Linked DNA regions of Sus scrofa: region 2 is linked to region 1. Evidence: chromatin contacts called from public HiChIP or PLAC-seq data. All regions are on one chromosome and are shown on one strand. The core of a region is the stretch at or near the end of the contact, and the rest is flanking DNA. Distances in the headings are between cores, read along the strand shown. Region 1 has its middle 260 kb from the start of MCTP2. Region 2 overlaps RGMA (repulsive guidance molecule A).

The links. HiChIP or PLAC-seq counts read pairs in DNA pulled down with a chosen protein or histone mark.
Region 2: a contact with region 1 is called in an H3K27ac HiChIP or PLAC-seq map of skeletal muscle, with 6 times the contacts expected there. The contact joins two enhancer-like sites. A contact is called at or near these places in 1 of 47 Hi-C or Micro-C datasets (fetal heart ventricle) and 1 of 2 datasets of contacts at active chromatin or transcription factors (skeletal muscle).

Annotation. Positions count from the first base shown.
Region 1 is chr7:85,218,368-85,222,121 of Sscrofa11.1, forward strand. No RefSeq gene overlaps it. Among named protein-coding and RNA genes, the nearest start is that of MCTP2, 260 kb to the left of the region's middle. Within about 2 kb of position 2,339, at least 5 of the 83 cell types and tissues checked have an H3K27ac peak or open chromatin away from gene starts, as enhancers often do. A contact at or near this core is called in skeletal muscle, where this site is marked.
Region 2 is chr7:85,940,171-85,943,685 of Sscrofa11.1, forward strand. It overlaps RGMA (repulsive guidance molecule A), which reads left to right. Exons shown (of 4, transcript XM_001924865.4): 2 at 1,539-1,654. Among named protein-coding and RNA genes, the nearest start is that of RGMA, 20 kb to the left of the region's middle. Within about 2 kb of position 1,316, at least 35 of the 83 cell types and tissues checked have an H3K27ac peak or open chromatin away from gene starts, as enhancers often do. A contact at or near this core is called in skeletal muscle, where this site is marked.

The sequences.
Region 1 (3,754 bases), core at 1,089-3,588:
GAATGGTTGGGGTGGGGGCTCTGTCTTCTTTTCTAAACTCTAGTAGTAGGAAATTCAACAGACCACTTGGAGAGTAGTGATATGTTCTCTGACTCCAAGTGGAACAAGAGATGAGGAAGAAAGAGTGAAGATGGGAGAAAGAGAAGTAGCTGTAGGAAGAGAGATTTCACATTAATTTTTTAAGACAATTATTTTAGGTTCACAGAAAACTTGCGGGCACAGAGACATCCCACATGCAGAGCCTCCCGCATTACCAACATCCACCACTAGAGTGATAAATTTGTTACAGTTGATGAACCTACACTGATACATCATAATCCCCCAAAGTCCACAGTTCACACTGGTTTTAACTTTTGATTGTTTTACCTTCTATGGTTTGGACAAATGTATTATGTCATGTCTGATTATAGTATCATACAGAGTATTTTCACTGCCCTAAAATTTCTCTGTGTTCCATCTGTACTCCCCTACCCCAAGCAACCATTGTTTTTTGTTTTTTGGTTTTTTTTACTGTTTTTGTAATTCTGCCATTTCCAGAATGTCATCCAGTTGGAACAAATACAGTATGCAGCCTTTTCATATTGGCTTTTTCACTTAGTAGTATTCAATTCAGATTTCTCCATGTCTTTTTATGGCTGCACAGCTTATTCTTTTTAGCACTGAATAATATTCCATTATATGTGGTCTGGATGTGCCACAGTTTATTTACCCATTCACCTACTGAAGGACATGTTGGTGGCTTCCAAGTTTGGGCAATTATGCATCAAGCTACCATAAATATCTGTGGTCAGATTTTTGTGTGGAGATAAGCTTTCAACTCCTTTTGGGTAAGTACAGCTGCTGAACTGTATAATAAGAATGTGTTTAGTTTTGTAAGAAACCACCAAACTGTCTTCTAAAGTGACTGTACCGTTTTCTGAAATCACATTTTGATAGTTCAGTTTCTGGATAGAAAACTTGAAGTGACCAGTGTGCTTGTCTCTTGCCTAAGAAGAGAACAAGCCACAGAACTTGCCAAGGCAGTGGGAGACAATACATAAGTTGTTAGGCAAACTAAACGTGTCTGGCCCCTGCTTGTGAGACATTCCCATTGTACAGTAGGCAACATACACTTGGAACCGCCTCCCCAGTCACATGAAGAGACCAGGCAGGATAGACTGGGGCTTGAATTCTGTCCTTGTTATAATCCATAGAAAAATGTCCTACCTTTCTAATCCTCGGTTTATCCATCTGTCAAACAGAGATTATAATGCCTGCTTTAAGGTTTTCATAAGGACCAAATGAATCAAATCAGCAAAGTACAGTCACTTAACTCAATGTCTGACATATAGCTCAGTAGTCAATAAGTGCTCATTCTATTTTCTTTTTATAAAGGGGGGAAAATATTTAAGCATAAGAGCTGAAAAGTTTTTGAACCAAAGAGTTCAGAATAGAGTTTCTTAGAATAATTAAAGCTTGAGAATCTTTTGATTGGATTGAAAAATTAGATTGAACATATGAGCGGGAACATGAATAAGCACAAAGATGAATTAAAAGCCCAGTTCTGTGAAAGAAGGATATACGTTCTCATTAAGTCTCTCACTTAGGGAAGGAGGTCACCTCAGAACTTCTGTTTAAAAGCTGTAATGAGAGCTCAAGTTTACTGAGCACCTTATACATGCAATTATTCTCACTATTGCATTATTATTATTTTTAATAGTTATTTCCCCAATACATTTTTTTTCTACCGTACAGCATGGTGACCCACATACTTGTACACATTCTATTTTCTTACATTATCATGCTCCATAATAAGTGACCACGCATAGTTCCCAGCAGGATCTCATTGCTAATCCATTCCAAAGGCAACAGTTTGTATCTATTAACCCCAAGCACCCCATTTATCCCACTCCCTCCCCCTCCCCCTTGGCAACCACAAGTCTATTCTGCAAGTCCATGATTTTTTCTGTATTATCACCATTTTATTTACAGGTATCTTTACTTCCTCACCTTCATGGAGGAAGGAACTGAGGCACAGAGCAGTCCCATCACCTGCCCAAAGCATTTACTCCATAACAGAAGCAGGTTTTGCATTGAGATGAGCCTATGCTCTAATCTGCTACAGTGCAGACCTGCCTTTTGTGACCTATCAAGCAGGGACTGGCTCTTTCTAACATGGACTTGGGAAATCTTTCAGCAGTGACAGTCACGTCCCAGGGACGGCTGCTGAATAGAAAGAGGGACAGCCAGACAGCTGCTTCCTGATCTAATGGCCTCTCTTTCTCTAGGGCTGGCTTCTGCATCTATTACGTGGATCAAATTTGAAAGCAGGGCTATGTTTCTTCTGGATCCAGTCAGCTGCCTTGAATACAGAAAATACTCTGCTATTTATCGCTGTCATAAATTACTCGTGGTGTGCTGTGAAAGGCTGAGGATGCTGCCAAGCAGGAATTTATCAATATGGTCAAAAAGCTCCCACCCTGTTCCAGCCCCAATCTGTATATTGATTATTTTTATAAAGCAGTAAAAATAAGTTTAAACAAAATTAAAAAAAAATGAAGCATAATGCTACTCACTAAATATATATATGTGTATGTGTTTTTAATATATTAATTTATAGCTGAAAGCCAGACCGTGTCTTCAATCATACAGTAATTTGTCCTTAGAGGGAAAACTGACACATACTCATGCCTGTCCATGCAATAGCAGCATTGGAACGGTAATTGTTTCATACATAATTTAGGCCATTTGTGTAACAAATAAAGCATTTGAAAACCAACCAGGAACAACTCATGTTTCATAATAGTATCAAAAACTAGCATCTGTGAGTTACATGCCTCATTTAAAAAGCCTAAATTATTGGCTGGCAGTTTATGGGAATTATCTCCTGTATGGAACGATTTGCTTTGGCCGGGGGGTGGGGGGTGGGTGTCAGGATTTTGTTTTAATTCTATGCCAGGTTAGGTTTTTTTTTAATCAATATAACTGTAATATCATTGAATATCACAATCATCCCTTAATATATTTTCCATTTTTGGTTTATTTTGATAATAATAAGAATTTAACAAATAAAAATGCACTTCAAAAACAGGCTTTTTTGGAATCCTCTGGTGTCTTGACGGGTTAAAGATCTGGCATTGTCACTGCTGTGGTGCGGGTTTGATCCCATGACCCAGGAACTTCTGTGTGCCATGGGTGTGGCCAAAAAAAACCCCCAAGTTTTTCTTATGATGTTAATACAATTTTTGACTATGTAATTCTGACTACATTATACACATATAACTAATGATGTTTGTGGATTTTCTCACTTATTTATTCATTAAACCTATATATGCAGGAACTGTGTGAACTACAGGAGAAGAAAATGATGGCAAAATGGACCCTTTTTTTTGGCACTTACATTCTTGAGTATGGTTGGCAAACTTTCCCTGTAAAGGGACAGTTATTTTAGGCATCAGGGACCATAAAGTCTCTATTGCAACTACTTAACTCTGCTGTTATAGTGCACAGGCAGCTCTGGGCAATATTCAAAAGAATAAGCTTGTCTGTGTTCTGGGAAAACTTTACAAAAATATTCAAGGGACTGGATTTGGACTTCAAGCTGTAGTTTTCTAACCCCTAGTCTAGAGGGAAAGCTGACTATCAAATAATCAGGCTGATGTTTGCTAAGTTATGCTTGAAAACTGTAAAACTGCATTTGGCAAAGAGATGAGTGCTGTATTTGAAGACTGGCATGAACAACAGGCTGGTTCCATGTGGACAAAACGGTCAGAGA
Region 2 (3,515 bases), core at 66-2,565, 720 kb after region 1:
CCCTGGCCTCGAGCAGTGGGTTAAGGATCCGGCGTTGCCATGAGCTGTAGTGTAGGTTACAGATGTGACTCAGATCTGGCATTGCTGTGGCTGTGGTGTAGGTCCGCAGCTGTAGCTCCGATTCAATCCCTAGCCTGGGAACGAACTTCCATGTGCTACAGGTGTGGCACATGGAAAAAGAGAAAAAGAGAAGAAAAAGAAGAAGTATTACTGCTTCAGGTTGGGTCTACAGACCTAGCGTCCTCTTCTCCTTGCCCAAAGCTTTCTCCTCCAGAGTTCATCCTGCTCCCAGGAGGCAGCTACAGCCATGCAGCCTCTGTGGCCTTTCGCAAGTGAGGACTGCCATACGGCTTCAGAGAAACATCCAAATGGATACAAACTCGGAATTTTTTCCAAAGAACCAGATGAGTAGACTTGGAAGAGAGGTGAGGGGGGCCAAGGGAAGAATCGGTTTGACTAAAAACACTTGCTCTGGCCTATTTGTGTTCCATCAAAAGATGTTTCTTAGGAGAAGTTGCCAGTCTCTTAAATATCTTCACAGCAGCAGGAGAGCTGCCGGGGCCTAGGGAATCTTGGGGAGGAGACATTTTCCAGGTCCTGGAAAAATAAGCGACCAAGTTAAAGGAAGTCACCACCCTGATGCCCTCCCAAGAGCGGCCTTGGTGGCCTTGCCCTAGCAGCGCGGGTGGCGGGCACCGCTGCATCCACACCTCCTGCGGGTGGCAGCTGTCCTGACGCCTCCGTCAGGATCACAAGCCCCCAGCTGGGGAGCGCGGCCAGGGCAAGTCCTGAGGAAGCAGTGAGGAGGGGATGCTGGAGGCTGCAGAGTCCAGGCAGGGTGGGTGGCCCAGGGCGGAAGCCTCTAGGTGCTTTGGTGGCTGAGATCCAGCGGGCTATCCCGCCCAACGCCGGCAACTCGAAGCGATTTTTCAGCCTCCTGCACCAGGGACACATCTGAGCGAGAGAAAGGAGCCAGGGTGTCGGCGGCGTCTTCGGACGGCGGTCTAGTTGTAAAGGGGTCCTGGGGTTTGCCTCCCAGCTCAGTTTCTACTTGGGTTGGATACGTATAGGGAAGATGGGGGGCGGGGGCGCGGCCGCCCTTGAGCTCTGCCTGCCTTGGCCACCCCGGGGGGATTTGCGCCTTTTCTGTGTGCACAGCCACGGGGTTCCGGGACCCGGGGCGAGCCCTCCATCCCCCAGCCCCGGGTTCCCGAGGTCCCCGCGGCCAGCGCAGCAGCCCGGCCGCCTCCGTCCCCGCCCAGCTCCTCTCTCCCCCACCCCCCGCGGGCCGCGCTGAAACCCGAGCGCGAGGGGGCGGAACGCGCGGCGGCTGGGGCGGCGGGGCTGCGCCGACATTGGAGAGGAACCGGGTGATGGATGGCGAAGGAGGGGCGCGCGGGGCGGGGGGGCGCGCCGGGCGCCCGCGGCCGTGGTGGACCGAGCCTCCCGGCTCGCTGCTCCCGCCGGCGGAGCGAAGCTGCCCTTTCTCCGCAGCGTGATTTATTTTCTTCTTCTTTTCTTCTGAACTCTTCTTCCAGGGAGAGGCTAGTGGTAACAGGCCGAGCTGGATGGATGGGTATGGGGAGAGGGGCAGGACGTTCAGCCCTGGGATTCTGGCCGACCCTCGCCTTCCTTCTCTGCAGCTTCCCCGCAGGTAAGGCACTGCCCGCGGCCCAGGAACAGCAGGCTGGGCGGGCCCGCCTAGCTCCCCGGGTCTCCTCGCAGCGCTGGGCCACAGGTTTTTGAGCGAGTCGGAGCTCAAGTTCGTCGGGCCCCCGCCTCCCACTTCCACGCGTCTTTGTCTCTCCCGCGCCCCGCCAAAGGCGCAGTGGATGCCCGTGGGGACCAGGGGGGAATCCCTCCTAGTTTGGAATGAAAAGGAGCAGGCGGGGAGGTCGCTGGCGCCTGGGATGTCTCCCAACTTCCAAAAAAGGGGGTACCGGGGATGCGCCCCTTAGGGGCCTCGGAGAAAGAGAAGGGGAAGGGGAGGCACGGACTCGTAGCAGGGGGCACTTTCTCCACCTACTCGCCCAGCACTTTGCAAATCTGCCGGGTGCCCAGGGGTGGAGCCGGGGGCGCCCCTGAGGTCCCAGCCCAGTCCCTGACCGCCCCCTCCCGCGGGACCCGGTCCAGCCCCCACGCGCTCGCCACGCGGGGAAGCCCACGGACAGGGCTCCAACTAGTCCTTATTCCTGTTTGATAACATTCTGCCTCGCCCCCTGTTTGTTTTTATTGTGTCAGAAAAGGAGAGAATTTCAGAATTAAAGCTGAAAAAGCCCATCTGTTTCCAATGAATCCCCCATAGTTTTTCACAATGTTTTTGGCAGATCGCTGCTTTCAAATTCCTCCGAGCCCGGACCTCTTGTTTTTGTTGGGGGAAGGGAGACCAACTCCACAGAGAAGCATTTGTTCCTTCCCAAACGCTCCAGTTTCTTTACTTTTTTTTTTTTTTTTTCCTTTCGGGGGGAGGAGGAAGGCACGAAACTTAAATCCCGGGTCTGTTTTCTTTATAATGTTTCATTAAAGTTTATTCCATTTTTGCCATAAACTACTCACAGCCTGGAAACGCCAGTTAAACTCCGTAGACCCATTTTTCTCTTGCTAAAAATACAAATAAACCCAGCGTCATGGGCCAAATAGTCCCCCATGCAAGGCAGGATTTCCCGGCTGTTTCCATTGTGCTGCGGGTTCTGAGGCGTCTTTTTACAACACCACCACCAAAAAAAAACCCCAAGAGCTTGTTTCGCTCAGCAGCCTGAATGGATCCGCAGCCCCCGCGCTCTACTGAGCTTTGCAAGAAAGGACTTGAGTTAGACTGGGATTGGGTTGTTTTGTTTTGCTTCTCAGCCAACTGGGTTTCAGGAACTGGCAGAACTGGGCAGTCCAGACTCAGCCTGGCTGTAAGTTGGGGCTCCCGGTGGGAGGACTGTGCAGGCAGCTGTAAGGGGCAAGGGATCCATTTACTTTCCCGCCCCATCCCTGCTCCAGCACCCCCACCCCAGCCCTGCTCCAGCACCATCCACCCCACCCCCCACCCCCAGCCTGCTGGACCCCTTGCCCCAGGGGCCTCCAGAGAGTCTCAACCAGCTCACAGGCCTGAATTCCACTGGGGAGGTTCCAGCCAAATACAGGATGAGGGGTGTCAATGTCCCAAAGAGCCCTTGGACCTCCTGCACCCTCACCTGGAATATTACAACCTCCCTAGAGGGTCAAACAGCAGGGTGACCTGCTCCCTCTCGCCCCATCCCTTTTTTTAAGGCAATTTCCCCACCTATAGAAGGGTCTGGTTGGAAGACTGGTTTGGTTCCCTCCCAGAATTTTAAATGACCCTCTTCTTTAAAAAAAGAAATCCCCCTTTTGGAGAAGCAGGAGTTTGCAATGTGTGTGCGTCTTGGTTTGGTCCAGATAAAGATCCAGCCCATTGAAAGTTTTATCAGATGGGTTGATAAATGGCTTTTGTCCCTTGGCTGCTGTGGGGGATGTGATCTCAGCTTGGAGCTGAAATTGAGAAGGGG